2 separate regions of the Anas platyrhynchos genome follow, and region 1 is linked to region 2. Evidence: chromatin contacts called from public Hi-C data. All regions are on one chromosome and are shown on one strand. The core of a region is the stretch at or near the end of the contact, and the rest is flanking DNA. Distances in the headings are between cores, read along the strand shown.

Region 1 (4,777 bases), core at 883-3,382, 170 kb before region 2:
CTTTGTGATGAAACACTGAATTTCAGTGACCAGTTCAGTGCACCTCAAAGAGGAGAGGTCTTTTGGGTTTGGGTGTGCAGTGCAGCCAGGTAGTCACATGTCTAGGTTGGAAGAGACCTCCAAGATCATCGAGTCCAACCTCTGACCTAACACTAACAGTCCTCCACTAAACCATATCCCTAAGCTCTACATCTAAACGTCTTTTAAAGACCTCCAGGGATGGTGACTCCAACACTTCCCTGGGCAGCCTGTTCCAGTGCCTAACAACCCTTTCAGTAAAGAAGTTCTTCCTAAGATCCAACCTAAACCTACTGTGGTGCAACTTCAGCCCATTCCCCCTCATCCTGTCCCCAGGCACAGGGGAGAACAGGCCAACCCCCACCTCGCTACAGCCTCCTTTAAGGTACTTAGAGCAATAAGGTCACCCCTGAGCCTCCTCTTCTCCAGGCTGAACAAGCCCAGCTCCTTCAGCCGCTCCTCGTAGGACTTGTTCTCCTGACCCCTCACCAGCTTCATCGCCCTCCTCTGGACCCGCTCAAGCACCTCGATGTCCTTCTTGTAGCGAGGGGCCCAAAACTGAACACAGTACTCGAGGTGCGGCCTCACCAGAGCCGAGTACAGGGGGACGATCACCTCCCTAGCCCTGCTGGTCACACTGTTTCTGATACAAGCCAGGATGCCGTTGGCCTTCTTAGCCACCTGAGCACACTGCTGGCTCGTATTCAGCCAACTTTCAACCAATACTCCCAGGTCCTTTCTCTGCCTGGCAGCTTTCCAACCACTCATTCCTAGCCTGTAGTTCTGCTTGAGGTTGTTGCACCCCAGGTGCAGGACCCGGCACTAGTCAATAGATGGTTGCAAAACCTTGTGGCTTTGAATTGGTCTGCAGTGATGAGCTGGCTGTAATCTTTTTGTACTGCAAAATGTCATGCAAAATCTGTTACCTCTATTCTAACTCTTCAGAACTTTTTTCTTTCAAGGTTGTGGGGTTTTGGTGTCTTTTTTATTTTTTTTTTTCCTTATTTGATTTTATCCAATTCTGGGAACAATTTGTCTGTGCATACTGCAGACAGCTTCCAGATGCCTGGTGTCATTTGGGGTTATCTTATTCAAGTATGAGCTGTGAACTTAGTATTTGCTTCTTCCTGTCATTTCTGGGTGCCTGTTCAGTCCCTGATGCAAGGTTTGAGATCCCTCTCCTGTTCTACCTCAGGAATGAAAATGATACGGTGGTGATATTGCTAAATTCAGATGCAATTATCAGCTAGCTTGCTTGCTTTTTTTAGAGACTTTGATCTTTTTGAGGAGAGCAGAGAAAGATGAGGAGAACAGGCTTTGGTGGGAAGAAAATGGTTGCAGCTTGTCATTAATGTCAGCTGGTTCACTGTCCTGTGCAGCAGCTGGCATGCTGCAACATTGCCCCCCCTGCTGCAGTGGTGGGCAGTCTGTCACTGCTGCTTCAAAGAGAGGCAGCATTGGATTCAACAAATTGAAGCTCGAAGGTGAGAATCCTACATGGATACCTTCAAATTACAGGTAGGTAAAGGTGCCTGGGCCTTTGTGCAAAGGTGACTGATGGGCATCACCCTGCAACACCCGTTTCTAAGTTGATGGTGGCTGTGTGTGGTAGATTTGAGAGGAAAATAACCATTTCAGCCATTGCCATTGGTGGTAAATACGTACTCCCAACAAACAGTTCCATATGTGCTTTCCAAAGCTTGTGAAAGCAAAATTGCATAATTACTCTTTTCAAACAAATTAAAATCCCAATCTCACTTTCTGTATTTAAGTCCCCCTGCAAAACGACTCAGGGCCACAAATCCGTCAGCAATGCCAGCATTGCAGCTTCAGATTTCCCTGGTACAGTATCTGCTCTGCATATGGCAAAGACCCAAATGAAAAGAGAAATATAACAGTGTTAATATTAAGGGCGGGAGAGTTCCTATTTTAACTTTTCAGATCTTCTCTGTGGCAAATTGTAAAGCAACGACAAAACAGTGCTCTTGCATCAAGTCTCTGCTTGGGTAAAAAGTTCAGATTATTTTTTTCCTGCTGATCTGTGGGGCACATCCCTGGGGGCAGGTCCTGGGATGTGTTGGCTGATGCTCAACTGCTGACTCAATTACTTTCCATTTATCTCCAGAAATTGTTACAAAGGTTTGGACAGTGAGCCTCTAAGCTCAGCTGGGGTGAATTGCTGTTGAGTTCCTGTTTCTTTTTTAATGCTACATTTATTTTTTTTTTCTCCTTCATGATCACAATTGAAGGAGACAATCCTGTCAGTAAGGATTGGATGGCTGGGGAATGGATGGCTGGGAAATGCCAGCCGGTGTCACGATACATTCAAGGAGAAATGATGCTTTCTGCACTGGGAAAAATGTTCTCAGTTTGTGGGGCTGAGAGCTGACAGTACCGCTTTCACCCCGTTCTGGAATAAATGACCTTGGTTATTGCATATGAGCACCTAGTGCTGGCAGTGTTTAACATTTGTCCATCAGGAAAGTTACAGCGGGGACAGAGCAACACAACACACCACCTGTGTGTGTCTCATGCATTGCCAAGCCAATCTACTGTCCAAAACGCTGGGGTTGTATGGAAAAATTATTCCAGTAAAGTGGATAACATGGATTGCAGCAGACACAAATGTACTTTATGGAAACTTAAAGAGTATTTTTGTGTTCACTTAGAGAATGTGTGGATGTATACATGTAAACCAAAAAGACACATAAGCAGTTTTCTGCTGGGGGTAGGCATGACTCCAACCGTGCTCGCCTCCTGAGGAGGGCCTAGACAAGGCTGGGGGGGAGGCCGTGCCCCAGGAGCATGGGGCGTGGGTGGGTGCTCCACTGGCCAGGCCCAGGCCTTCTCTGCTAAGTGAAGGTGTCAGCAAGGCTTTCAAAATCCTGCCTTTGCTCGCTGTGTGACCTTCAGCACAAGTCTTAACCAAAGCCTGTTCTGCAGGCAGTGTCTTGTTAAAGGCCTACGGGGCCCAGGGCTGCTCCCATCACAGCACAGCCCTTGGGCACAACATGGGAGGTTGCTGCTGCCATGGCCTCTCCCGGCCCCCACCGCCCCTCTGGCCTGTGGGCTGCCTGCCCCCATGCCTCCTGGTGGGCTGTGCCCGAGGCTCAGTGTAAGGAAATGCTCATGGCACCAGTTCTGCCTCTGAGCAGCGTTATAGGAATTGGCAGTTCCAGGTGCATGCAAGAAATTGCGCCGCCATCACCTCACAGAGACCCAGCTGGAAGGAAGCAGCCCATTCTGATGAGCAGAATAACAGCCTTGCTTCTGCTGTTTGCTTAATGCAAGAGTGTGGGAGAAATCTCAAAAAAATAATAGCAAAAATATAATAGCGCTTGGCCTATGCTTGAGCACTTCAGTGATGTAACTGATGCTGACCACAAAGGGAAGGTTGAGTGCCCTGCACCTTTCTTGGAAGACAGTGAACGAATATTAAATTACATTAAATTTTACTTGGGGGAGGGGGCCCTGGTTAACACTAGGTGTCAGTGTCGTGCTTCTCTGGGCTTCCGTGTGTCTGGGGAAGAGTAGAGGCTTTTGGTGGAGAAATGTGCAATGTATGTCCTGACAGAAGTTTGCAGTACTTTTTGCCCTTGCTAGTCAGTAGCACTATATTATTTGTAAAACATCAGTGTTTCATTTTCTAGTTTATCCTAAACTTTCTGGCTACATCTAAAAGCTCATCTTCAAGCTGTCCTTTTACAATACTGTATTGAAAAAAAAAAAAAGGGAATAAAATGCCATTTGAGATCTTTACCTACTGAGTTACCTCTGTCCCAATCCACACTAAACATATGGCAACAGCATCCATGACATACAAATATTTTAATTGACAAAGCTCATAAATAATCATACAAAGTGCAGCAATGTTGCACCTCTGGTTGGGTGTCTGGCCATGGCCCCTCGTGTGTTTAGGGAGTCATGCACAACTGCTGTGGTTTGTCTGGTGTTTCAGAAGACTGCTCTTCAGTTAGGGGCCAGGTGGGAGTTTGCTAAAGGTTGGAGCTGCCCTCACCCTATGGGTTTGATGAGGAAACACAGAGGCTTCCTGTGAGCTCCAGCGCACGAGGCGGTATGGGCAAGTGGTTAGGGAAGCCATCTTGTCACCGCACGAGGCAGTGGCAGAGGTGTGATAGGTTTCATCAGTCTGAGCCCAAGCCCTGAACTGTGCCAGTCACAGATCGTGTGGGTGGGCTGCTGACAGCTCCCCCCGCTGCACAGAGCTGGGGACAGGGACGAGGTGCTCTGATTGTGGCTGGAGACAAATGTCCGTGCCATCTGACCCCAGGCAGGAGTTTCATTTATCCCATCTGCCAGTAGATTTTACAAGATTATTATTTTGTTGTTGTTGCCTTTTTTTTTTTTTTTAATCACATTGCTAGCTTACATTTTCTTGACAGATAAGCTTTGAGCTTTTCCATTACTAGAGGTACTTTTAGCTGCTGAACTCATCTTATCTGAGAGAGAGATCTCAGGCTGGATCCAGCTCATTTTATAACCAAGCAGTGCTCCAAAATGAAGTCAGAAGGTGAGGGACTAAAAACTAGGCCTGGAAGAGAAGAAAGAAAGACCGTGTCCGCGTTTTTTCCAGCTGACTTCAGCTGGAGCAGCGTTGGGTCAGTGAAGACGTTTCGAAATCCCTGTTCTTCCCTTTCCGTGGCCGAGTTGCTCTTTTTGCTGGCGAGCGGCCGCCCCCCCGGCCCTGGTGCCTTGTGCCCTCCCTGGCCCTTTCCACACGCACACCGCTGCCGCCTGG
Region 2 (4,859 bases), core at 855-3,354:
AGAAGTATGCTGCAGCTTGCCCACGGATGCCCACACACTGGCTGAGCAGTCCACTTGCAACAAACAAACCTCTCAGTGAGCAGCATCACCTTGAATCTCACCTCTATCTGAACACCAATTTGCTTGAATCTAATGGAACGTGATTTAGATTTTCTTTTGCATCTGTCTACCAGATTTGGTTGAAATTAGTTAGCTGGTAAAGGCAGACAAAAAGACAAATTGAAGAAAGCTTGCCACAAGCATTTGTTTTAGGAAACCAGATGAAAAGCATAATCTGTGTGTCTTTTTCAGCATAAAGTCATGTTAAGAAAGTCACCTTTCAACTTGTCTCTGGTGTACAGTACTCCCATATCAGCTGGTATAGAGTCAAAGCCACAGCTTCCAATGACATACACTCCCTTCTCAGCGGCTTTTTCATTGTATTTCAGGTACATTCCTTCCAGAAACTAAAACACAATCAGAACAGATATTTTAGGCAGATACCATATTTGACAATATCCAGTATTGACCATCAGTGCTTTATTCTCAAATCACAGCAGCCTACATACTTCAAATTAGTTATATTTATATCATTATATACATTATATTTATTATATAAATTATTTATATACATCTTTAAGACAGATGTGCATCATTTGTCTTTTATGGTATGAAAATGTCACAGCAGTTGGGGAAAAAAAAAAAAAAAAAAGAAAAAGTGATCTATCCAAAATTCCTACCTGGAATCACAACTGAGACATAAAGAGAATTTAAAAATGTTGGATTTCCAGAAAGAACCTGGGGGGCTCTTGTCTAAGAGTGAGAAAACTATACAAATACTACACGTTGACACATCCTAAAGTTAATGCATCTTCAAACTGCACATCAGGAGGCAGAACTTGTCTGCACGTTCAAAAACGCTAGCAGAAACATAAAACTTCCTAACCAAATACTTTAAGAGAGCCTTAAGGTAAGGTAGCATTTTTCAGATGTCACGTACCTGGGGCTCTCCACTGATGTCAATGCAGCTCGCACCGTTTTCAACACAAGCTTTCACGACGGGCTCTCCAAAAAATCTATACTGTAGAAGGAAACAAACAGCACACGTAACAAAATAACCCCCCCACACAACTCACCCAACCTGCTTCATCTACTGTGTATCTACCAGATAAGGAAGCGCTTAATAGCTATTGATTTTTCGAAGTGGGGCAAATGCAATAGTCTTGCCTTCTGGGGGGAGGTTAGGGCCGGCGCAGCAGAGCAAACTTCATCACTGATAAAGGAGATTGCTGCACAAACCACTCCACCGTACCTCTCTCCAGAGATAAGATCGCCAAAGCTGGTTTAATATCTTCTTATCTCAATGTATGCTTTTTGCATTTGCACTACCTGCATATTCTCTGCTTAACTAACTCCGCAGGCCCTGCCATTATCTAACTTCCAGCTCGCGTACTTTGATCTGCTCTCAACGAGCCCGAACCATCGTCGGCCAGGGCCTCGGCACAGAGCTCCGCGGGGTTTCTCTTCCAAACCTTTTTAAAAAAAGGGGCGAGGAGACGCGGCGGGGGAGCACTCACCGGGCCCACGCAGTTGAGCACCAGCCGCGTCTGCCTCGCCATGGCGGCCAGCGAGCCCGGGTCGCCCACATCGCACAGCAGCACGCCGACCTCCGGCCCCAGCGCCGCCTTCCCTGCGCACCGGAGAGGCCGTCACCGCCGGCACCGCGGCCCCGGGACCCCCCCCGAGCCCCTCGGCTGCTCCCAGCGGAGGAGCCGCCGCCGCCCGCCCCCAGCCCCCGGCCCCAAGCCGCGGCGCGTACCCAGCCTCTCGGCCGCCTGCTCCAGCACCTCCTGCAGCTTGGTGCGGCTCCGCCCGGCCACGGCCCAGCGCAGGGCGCCGCGCAGCTCCCCGCTGCTGGCCGCCCGCGCCACCTCCTCCACCACGAACTGCCCGGTGAAGCCGCTGGCGCCGAACACCACCAGCTCGTACGGACGCTGCTCCCCCGCCCCGCCGCTGCTGCCGCCCGCCGCCATGTCGAGGGCAGCGCCCGAGCCCCAGCCCCAGCCGCCGCTCTGCGGGGCCGCTCCGCGCCTGGCAGCGGCCGGCACCGCCTGGCGCCGCCCCCGCCCCGCCCGCTGGGCGGCCGTTAGGGCCGGTACCCAACCCGCGCGGGCTGAGGGGGCGAGGGGCGTTCGGTGCCGTGGTGGCCCCCTCGGGGGTGGGGGGAGTGGAAGCGCAGCGGGGTGCGGCTGAGGAGGCTTAGGGACCAGCGGGTTAAGCAGAGATGGCTGTGGAGAGGCTGCTCTCTCCTTACCAGCATGGCACTGCTATGAGTGATCACTATCTGTCAGTTCAGGTCGCGAGGATGGACTAGGGGCTGCTACTAATCGAAAAGAAAACCTTAAATCCCCGCCAGTAAAATAAAATGCTCAGTTGTGGCGGCGGTGACCCTGCAGAAACGTGGTGAAAGGCAACACTGGCAACAGCCCAGCACAGCGAGCACAGCCAGATTTTCAGTGCTTCCCACGGCCAGGCTGCTTGCCTGCATCCCAGAGGCTCCCAGGCAGGGCTGCCATACCTGAACCACCACTGATGGATGCCTGTCGAGCCTGTTTTTAAACCTCTAGTGACAGCAGCTTTCACAACTCTCCTCAGGCAGTATCCTCTGGCACTGTCGTCCTTACTGCTGGAGACTCAAGGCTAGATTGCCACATGATGCAGGTTCAGCTCTGTACTCTTTCTCCTCTTCCTAGAGTACATTGACGAAAGATTGGGTTCCCAAGGAATATATAGGAAAACAAACGAACGAACAAACACCAACAACAACACCGCAAAGCTGGAAATTTTCTTGTATCTCTTCAGCGTTCACAAGACTAAAGAACACCAATTCTTTTTAATCGTTCCTCACAGGTCATTTCACACATCCATCTTTCCTGTAGTTTTCTGAATCTCCCCTAGCTGGTTTACATTTTTCTTGAAATTTGGGTCCACTGCTAAGTCTCATATTCACTTTACCAATGCTAAATCGATTGGAAAGGTTATGGGATGTGCCAGAATTGATCCCTGTCTCTACATGCCCAAACATCTGTCTTTTTTGTGGAAGTGTCCCACTGCTGATGCACATTCAGCTCATGATCTGTACTGCCTCACAGGCTCTTTCAGATCACCACTGCCTAGCCCATCTTCTCCCATCTCGGATGGGAAGATTGATATCCTTCCTGAACACATTTTAAACGTGCCATCTCCAGAGCCATGTGAGATCCTCACCTCCTAGCTCAACTCCTTGAGTTGTGCTGATGCAATTATTTGTAGGCCTACACTATCAGCTGTGTCAGTGAAACAACTCAGTAACAAAAAACAAAGAGTGGGGGAGGGAAGGACAAAGACAGGTTTTGTTCTTTTTTAATTTTGTTGATATGATTTACAGAGCAACCCTGCAAAACCAGTTCCTTGTGCTTGAGGTCACTGAACATCTCATTAGGCAAGCTGGTCTCTTACTACCATCTCATCCTTCCTACGCACCGGGATAGTTTCCAGCTGTGCTCATAATACTGTTGAGCTGTAAGGAGTGTGCACACTGCAGAGGGATTCTGACATAGTTTACAGGGCTGGCTGGGATCTTCCATGTGCTTTCTTCAGCCCTCTGCTCTGGAAGCTTGCCTTTACTGCTCTCTTGCCTTTTCTCCCTCATCCCTCTCCATCATCCCTTTTTTGATATCTCATCCCCTGTCACTTCCAGAAAGCAAAGCAATTTAAAAATTACTACTCGGACCAGACCACTTGTGAGGGATCAGGACAGCACAAGCTTTGTAGGCCGTACATATTTGATAAGGCCTGCATTGCATTGTTAGGCAATGGCTTGGCAAGCGCAGGCTTGTATGCAGTGCTGAGAATCCTCTCTCCTCCGAGGGACTGAAATTTTACACCAAATCAGGCAGACTTACCTTGTTTAGCAAGCTGCAACCCTCAAGATTTCATCTCTTATTTCAAGTCAGCTATATTTCTTTAAAACACGTCTACTGGAGCAAAATAATTCATGTAAATTGCAGCTTACACAAGCAAGAAATCAGACTTTTAGAGCTGTAGAGGGACACCTGAAAAACAACGAGAGAGACAACAAAACACAAGGCATTATTTTTTTTCTTACACAAAATATCATTATGACAGCTCAAACTCATTTTTTCTTGAGATGGATGTGCAGTTGGCAAGTGGAAGATTCCTCTGTTTGTAGTCATCTCCAGTTTCGCTCCAGCTCGCATGGGTAAAAAAAATAAAATACCCAAAGTCTCTAATCCAGTCTACAATCCTGCCCTTGGAACCGAAAAGTAGACAGGTAGGTTTCAAAACAGCAAACATCAAGGGAGGAATGTCAAGGTTCTGATTTTAGATGGAAGGCTTACAGCAGTCTTGACTAAAGGTAAAGGTTAACCTGTCTCCCTAGTTAGTGTCGCCAACGCAGGACTACAAAAATTATTCTGTGGGAAAGCCGTAGGATGATTTACAGTTTTCCCTTGTCCAATAAGATGACAAGAAATGCCAGATCTGCTGCCAGCTGCAGCTCTCCAAGGGAGGTTCCCACCTGGATCAGCTTCAGAAGCTCACGAAAGAGAGATTCTATTTCTCTTAAAATCTCGTGTTTTCAGATTTGAAGGTGCTTCTCTCTTTGATAGACGTCTGTACACAGATATTTAAAGATTTCAGTACTTTATTTAAAGCCTTTTTTAACCAGACTACCTCAGTCTAAAATAACTTTGATTGCTAAAGGGCCCTGCCAGTTTTTTTTAGGACCATGAAGCACACATGCACAATGCACACAAACCGTATCTTTTCAAATTCTTTAAGTAAAAAGGGGCTTGTCCCTTCTCTTTTTCCACCTAGAA

Evidence for each region. Hi-C and Micro-C count contacts between places; a contact is called where the count stands out from the background.
Region 1: a contact with region 2 is called in a Hi-C map of skeletal muscle, with 2.0 times the contacts expected there. The contact joins the enhancer-like site here to the promoter of SCCPDH in region 2. A contact is called at or near these places in 3 of 8 Hi-C or Micro-C datasets (liver, skeletal muscle and subcutaneous adipose tissue).

Annotation. Positions count from the first base shown.
Region 1 is chr3:31,858,241-31,863,017 of IASCAAS_PekinDuck_T2T, reverse strand. No RefSeq gene overlaps it. Among named protein-coding and RNA genes, the nearest start is that of MEMO1, 31 kb to the left of the region's middle. Within about 2 kb of position 2,132, at least 2 of the 8 cell types and tissues checked have an H3K27ac peak or open chromatin away from gene starts, as enhancers often do. A contact at or near this core is called in subcutaneous adipose tissue, where this site is marked.
Region 2 is chr3:31,689,987-31,694,845 of IASCAAS_PekinDuck_T2T, reverse strand. It overlaps SCCPDH (saccharopine dehydrogenase (putative)), which reads right to left and starts at 2,104. Exons shown (of 12, transcript XM_038176765.2): 1 at 1,799-2,104; 2 at 1,557-1,669; 3 at 980-1,060; 4 at 317-446. The coding sequence starts at 2,012. LOC140002127 (a long non-coding RNA gene) reads left to right here and starts at 3,926. Exons shown (of 3, transcript XR_011808148.1): 1 at 3,926-4,312; 2 at 4,858-4,859.